Linked DNA regions of Mus musculus: region 1 is linked to region 2. The links are chromatin contacts, called in public Hi-C maps. All regions are on one chromosome and are shown on one strand. The core of a region is the stretch at or near the end of the contact, and the rest is flanking DNA. Distances in the headings are between cores, read along the strand shown. Region 1 overlaps Ttll11 (tubulin tyrosine ligase-like family, member 11). Region 2 overlaps Dab2ip (disabled 2 interacting protein).

What was found. Hi-C and Micro-C count contacts between places; a contact is called where the count stands out from the background.
Region 1: a contact with region 2 is called in a Hi-C map of Sertoli cells, with 2.2 times the contacts expected there. The contact joins two enhancer-like sites. A contact is called at or near these places in 1 of 39 promoter capture datasets (embryonic stem cells), 1 of 484 Hi-C or Micro-C datasets (Sertoli cells), 7 of 115 datasets of contacts at active chromatin or transcription factors (the SCID.adh cell line, embryonic basal ganglia, embryonic fibroblasts and 4 more) and 3 of 9 other capture datasets (adipose tissue, macrophages and pancreatic islet).

Annotation. Positions count from the first base shown.
Region 1 is chr2:35,859,576-35,862,275 of GRCm38.p6, forward strand. All of the region lies in intron 6 of Ttll11 (tubulin tyrosine ligase-like family, member 11), which reads right to left. Among named protein-coding and RNA genes, the nearest start is that of Gm10829, 19 kb to the left of the region's middle. Within about 2 kb of position 1,431, at least 22 of the 459 cell types and tissues checked have an H3K27ac peak or open chromatin away from gene starts, as enhancers often do. A contact at or near this core is called in Sertoli cells, where this site is marked.
Region 2 is chr2:35,687,505-35,690,204 of GRCm38.p6, forward strand. All of the region lies in intron 3 of Dab2ip (disabled 2 interacting protein), which reads left to right. Among named protein-coding and RNA genes, the nearest start is that of Dab2ip, 67 kb to the left of the region's middle. Within about 2 kb of position 1,252, at least 18 of the 459 cell types and tissues checked have an H3K27ac peak or open chromatin away from gene starts, as enhancers often do. A contact at or near this core is called in Sertoli cells, where this site is marked.

The DNA of each region.
Region 1 (2,700 bases), core at 181-2,680, 170 kb after region 2:
TCTTTTTTGCTTCATCTCTCTTTTAGTTCCTGGAATCTTTGTCTCCTGTTGCCTCTATTAGTCTGCACCTGATCAGACATGGGGACTGCCAAGGTGCCTATCACCCCTGCCCCCAACGTCAGCACTTCAGATCTTCTCTATCCCTTTTAGAGTGGCATCTTCCTCTTCTCCTCAGAGCGCACTGAAGTGTCCCCTTCTTGAGGCACAGCAAACACTTTCCTCTGAGCCCTGAGAGCACCTTGAACCATCTCTCCCCATGCTGTGTGCTGGTGTCATGCTGGAGGCCAGGGCTCTCTGAGAGCCCAGCCTGTTTCCTAGGCCACACTGAGACCCCGCCTCCAGCTCACTGCAGGCTACATACAGAGCAAGCTTTATAAGACATTTGCTGAACAAGTCACTTTTTTTTTAAATTTTGCATAAACTGCAAATATAATTTTAATTGGATTACCAACTTATTCAAACACTATTCAACTCTAATTAAACAAAGAGGCCTTTATTCACCATGGAACCCAGAGATGTTGGCTACAGGCAGTGAGAAAACTGGAGGCTCTCCGGAGCTCCACTTACTACAGGAGAGGGCTATATTTGGGAGCCAATTAATTTCACAATGTCGAAAACTAATGCATTTAAGATGCTGCTGTTCACATCCATTTTTCTCCATTAAAACATTTTAACGGTGCAGTGCCTGTCATTGTCTTAGTGTGTGTGAGAGCTCTCAAGTAGGGACCTCAGGGTTGCCAGGCATAACTGGCGCTTGCACCTCACTTCTGAAATTGCAGTTAATTTTAGGAAACCTTCAAGTCGACACATTGTCACAAATGTGAGAGCTGGGTACCCACAAATGCCTCTGTGTTGGCTTCTAAGAGAGGTGGAGGAAGGGCTGCTCTCTCCCTTTCCTCTCTACTGCTCCGCTTTCCCCACAAGACCTCACCTTTAGCAGTGTGTGCTGCTGACGGATGAGCTGACAGCTGTGAAAGCGGTGATGATGACCACGGTGATAATGGTGACATTTCCTGAGCGCTGACGCGTGCTTTACAGCTGACCTGTCCAGAACAGGGCTGATTCCCTTCCTGTGGCGCTGCTCTTCCTGCTGTCACCCTCATAAAAACGGTTCTGCTCTCAAGCCTTCGTTCTGAGCTCCTGGCCTCTTTACTGGTGGGTCCTAGCTCCATGCCAGCCAGTTGACGAGAGCAGGGATGGGGCTCAGGACTTTTGTTCTAAGTGCTCCTTTCTAACAACCATTCCTGCAGGCACCTTGCCTCACATTGATTTTGCCCATCTTGGGGACTGTCACCTTTTTCTGTAGGACACAGACCAACGCCCCCCCTCCATGTTTCCCTCACCCCCACTCCATGGTTGTCTCTGGGAGGTAAGCAGGGAGTCTGCCTACCCTGCTTCCAAGCAAATCGTCAACCTTTCTAGCACTTCATCTCTCTGCAAATCCACACAGCTACTGCAGGCTGCTCCTATTCTCCCCCCCCCCCCCCAGGCTCCTGCTCTCTACAGGAAGGACTCTTCAGATGTCACACCTATCTCTAACCAGCTGGTTCCAGTGCAACTAAAAACCATTTTACTCTATCGGGGCTTCTACTGAACTTAGAGCTGTGCCTCCATGACTTGGTCCACAGCTAAGGATGGGAGTTCGATGGCCCTTAAGCGAGTGAGCTGTCACCGTCCCTACAATTACTTAGGCTACAGCTACAGAATTTGGAATGGTGCCCAGCAGACTAGTCCCTCAACCTTGGCAGTGCTGAAGGTCACAGGGCACTCAGCAGTATGAGCTGAGAAACGGTAATTGTAACACATCTTGCATGACCTTGGCCCATGAGTCTTTGAGGGAGTATCCACAGAACAGTGCCAACGGCTATCTCAAAGATGCCCAGAGGGTGTGTGTCCTGCGACTGTCAGGGCCCAACAGTGACACAATTGTTTACTTCCCTCCTTCAAGGCTGGGATAGAGTGGCCCAGCTCTCCTTGGGTGCACAGAGCCTCACGGACACTATTCAAGACCATCTGGATTAACTGATGGACTAGATCTTTGTGGCTGATCCTGATGGACACAGGAAAGGCTCGTCGCTTTCCCAGACTCTCACCTCATCTGCTCACTGATGCTCAAGTCATTCTAGCAGAAAACAAAAGCCTTTTACTTTGTAATGATATTTTATCATAGATTAGCATATGAAAATTTGCTGTTTCAAAGATCTTCTTGGTTTCCAAGAATGGTCAAAATAGGTCAGATTAGACCTACAGAGGCTCAGAAGACAGTACGAATCTGTCTGTCTCCTCCTGTACTAGGATTACTTCATAGAAAAGAGGATGTGTACTGGCTCCCATCGCTGTCCTGTCTTGCTATGGTCTGGACATGTTTGTTCCCTGAGTGCCTATGTGATGGGGACTTGGCCCCAGGTTAGTGGCCTGGGAAGTAGTAAGAAGCCTTTGAGGGGTAGGATCTAGTGGCAGGGCCGTTGGCTGGTTGCGGGATGCCCTTGGCAGTGATTAGGGCTATTCTCAGGAGAGTGTGATGCTAACCTGAACCTGGCCGCACCCTACATACACTGTGTATCTAGGCCTGACCACTTTCTCCCACCATTTCCACTTTCCTTAAGAGGACCCTCACCAGAGCACAGCTGTTACCATTGCTGTGCCTTTGAATACTCCAAATTGTGAGCTTAAAAAGCTTAAAGTTTTTTCATGTTTGTT
Region 2 (2,700 bases), core at 2-2,501:
ACTTTGACTTGTAGCCTAGTGTAGACATAGAGTGATGGTTGGGACCCACAGTAGTGGAGTTAGGGACAGGATTTGGGGACTGAGTAACAGCTGACTTAGGGATACAAGTGAGGCACTAGTCAGACTTAAGAATGGGGTGCATTGAGCACCGAATGGTAGTAGCACAGCCATTATGAATAGATTATGGTCACCCTGTCCTTTGCCTCATGATAAAATCTAATCCTTGGCACACCGTGCATTGCTGCCCAGCACTTGGCAATGTGACAGCCAAGGAAGGGAAATACTGACCATGTCTCATGGCTTGTTCAAGTAAATTTACTCTGTATTTTCGGAGAGGTGTCACATGGGTGGGGATTTACTCCCACGAAAGCCTTTAATGGAAACATTACATTTAGAGAGCCAACATGTGTTAAAATCTCAGCGGAGGGAAAGGTTCCAGGTTTCTATGCCAGCCACAGTGATCACCACAAAGCCCTATATGGAGGCCTGGCAGGTGAGGGATACATTCAGGCTGGTGGGGGGCAGAGGCAGCCAGAGGCTGTGAGCTTGCTGGGCTTCTCTAGAGGAAATGGGGCTCCTAAGAGGAAAGGAATTCAGGGCTGTAGACTGCCGACTTTCCTTAAGCTCCCACACAGTTCGTGGTAAGGGAGTCTGGAGGCAGACAATAGGCCCCACTAGTAACTATCTGTGTGACCTTGGGTATCACTCCTATGCCTCTGTGCTTCAGCTTCATTTTAGGCAGGTGTTGTGTGGGTACCCATGCTTAGAGCCCTTGGAGGTGTAAGGAGATAATGTATGTAAAATACCTCGCTCTGGGCTTGGCACAGAGTAGGTGCCAGGACACATTTGTTTTTTGTTGGTGATGATAAAGCCACACATGCATGGGTGTGCTCACATAAATTAACAGCTGGGGTGTGTGGAAACTGCTTCCTGGAGTCGGCCCTCCATCTAACATCAAGCTCTCGTCCTGCCAGGAGCTGAGTGTAGATAGAAAGTATCTTATGAGGCCCTTGCCCTGGAACAGCCCAGCCTGGCTGGTTCCTCTGCAGGGGTCCCTCGCTGGTGCTCACCTGCATGACTTGTAGACTCATCCTGAGGTGGTCCCCAGGTTGTAGCAGCGTCTCCTCCAGAAGGGGTTGCCTGTCTGTAAAGAACAGCCCATGGGAAGAAGAGCAGCATAGGTAACTGGGCTGCTTTCTGTTGCTGTGACCAGATGCATGGTACAAGCAGAGGAAGAGGTCACGGATTATGTATTACGTCTGCCATTGGACATTGGCCCCTGGATTCTTGACAAGCTCGGCTTAGGGATAGACTCAGGCAGGGGAGTGTTGTTTGCTTCATGGCCGGTTAGAAAGCAGGTACAAGAGATGGCTCCCTCTTCTTTCTGTAGGCTGCCAGTGGGACAGTTTCCTCTCCCTCTGTGCCTCCTCCTTGGAAATATCCACCTACCCAGAGGTGCACCTCCTCAGCAGTCCCAGTCTATTCATGGTGACAACGAGGATAAGGCAGGACCTCGAAGTGCCTTCACTTTTTTGTCACACAGCAAAGGGAAGCTCTTGCTGGTGCTTTCCAGAGTCCTACAGAGACCCTTACCTGGTCGGTAAGGCCATCTTCAGATGATGCCAGGGCCCCAAGCCCAGTGAGAAGCCTGGCCTAGAGGGGGTGTGTGGGTGTTCAGTGTGTAGTATGGAGTTCTTAGTCTTGAACCAGAGATGGATAGACCCTCAGTGAAGACCTGGAGGTCAAGAAGTAACATGCAGGCCCCATAAGAACCCAGGGTAGCGGAGAGGGTATTGGCATATTCTTGTGGCTAGGGGCCAGGAAATGGGGAAGATTTACCTTAAATGGGAAGGTCCAAGCTGGCCTCTGGAAGGTAGAGTAACCAGGCAGGAGGGTGTGGCCATAGGAAGGGAAGAATCCTGAATTGCTGACACGGCTATGAAGGTGAGGGCAGTGCTGAGGTAGATAGGGCCTATTCAGGAAGGCTGGGTACTCAGGACTGTTTGTTTTAAGTCTGTGTGCACCTCTAGTTAGGGTTGGGAGGGTGTGGAAGATTCAGCTTCTCCAAGGCCAGATAGCTGGTGGGGATGGGAACCCAACTTAGGACATAGTCCAGCCACTGTTCTTGTTAGCTGTGACCCCATCCTGTGACTGTCACACAGAGCAAATAGTCCTGCCCCAGGGCCCTGTTTGCTACAAGAAGATAGGATGACTAGGAGAAGCACAAGTGGCGGCAAGAGCTCATTGTGTCCACAGTAAGCCATGCTCCAGAGCCTGGGGCTGTGGCATCTTGAATTTAAGGCCAGCTTGGGCTACAGATTGAGGTCTTATCTCAGAACAAAAATGCAAGTCCACTGTCAGGGAATGGCTTCCTGCTTGGAAGAAATCTAGGAGGGCTTCCAGTTGGAGGAGCATTTGAATGAAGCACATCTGCTTTCAGTTGTAGTTTGGAAGTGGCTGTCTTGCCTGCCCCATGCAGGACCATGAAACTGGTGGTAGAAGGCCCGTCTTGGAGTCACACCCTGCTGCTTAGAGCATGGACTCCATGGGCTCTGTTTGCTCATTTCCTGTTGGCTTGGCCACTGTGAAACCAAGAGCCCTTTTCTGGTCCCATGTTCTGTGTGAGTAATTTGTCACCTCTCCCCACAAGGAAATGTTACTAAGACTTGGAAACTGAGAGAGCAGACCTAGGCTGCCGAG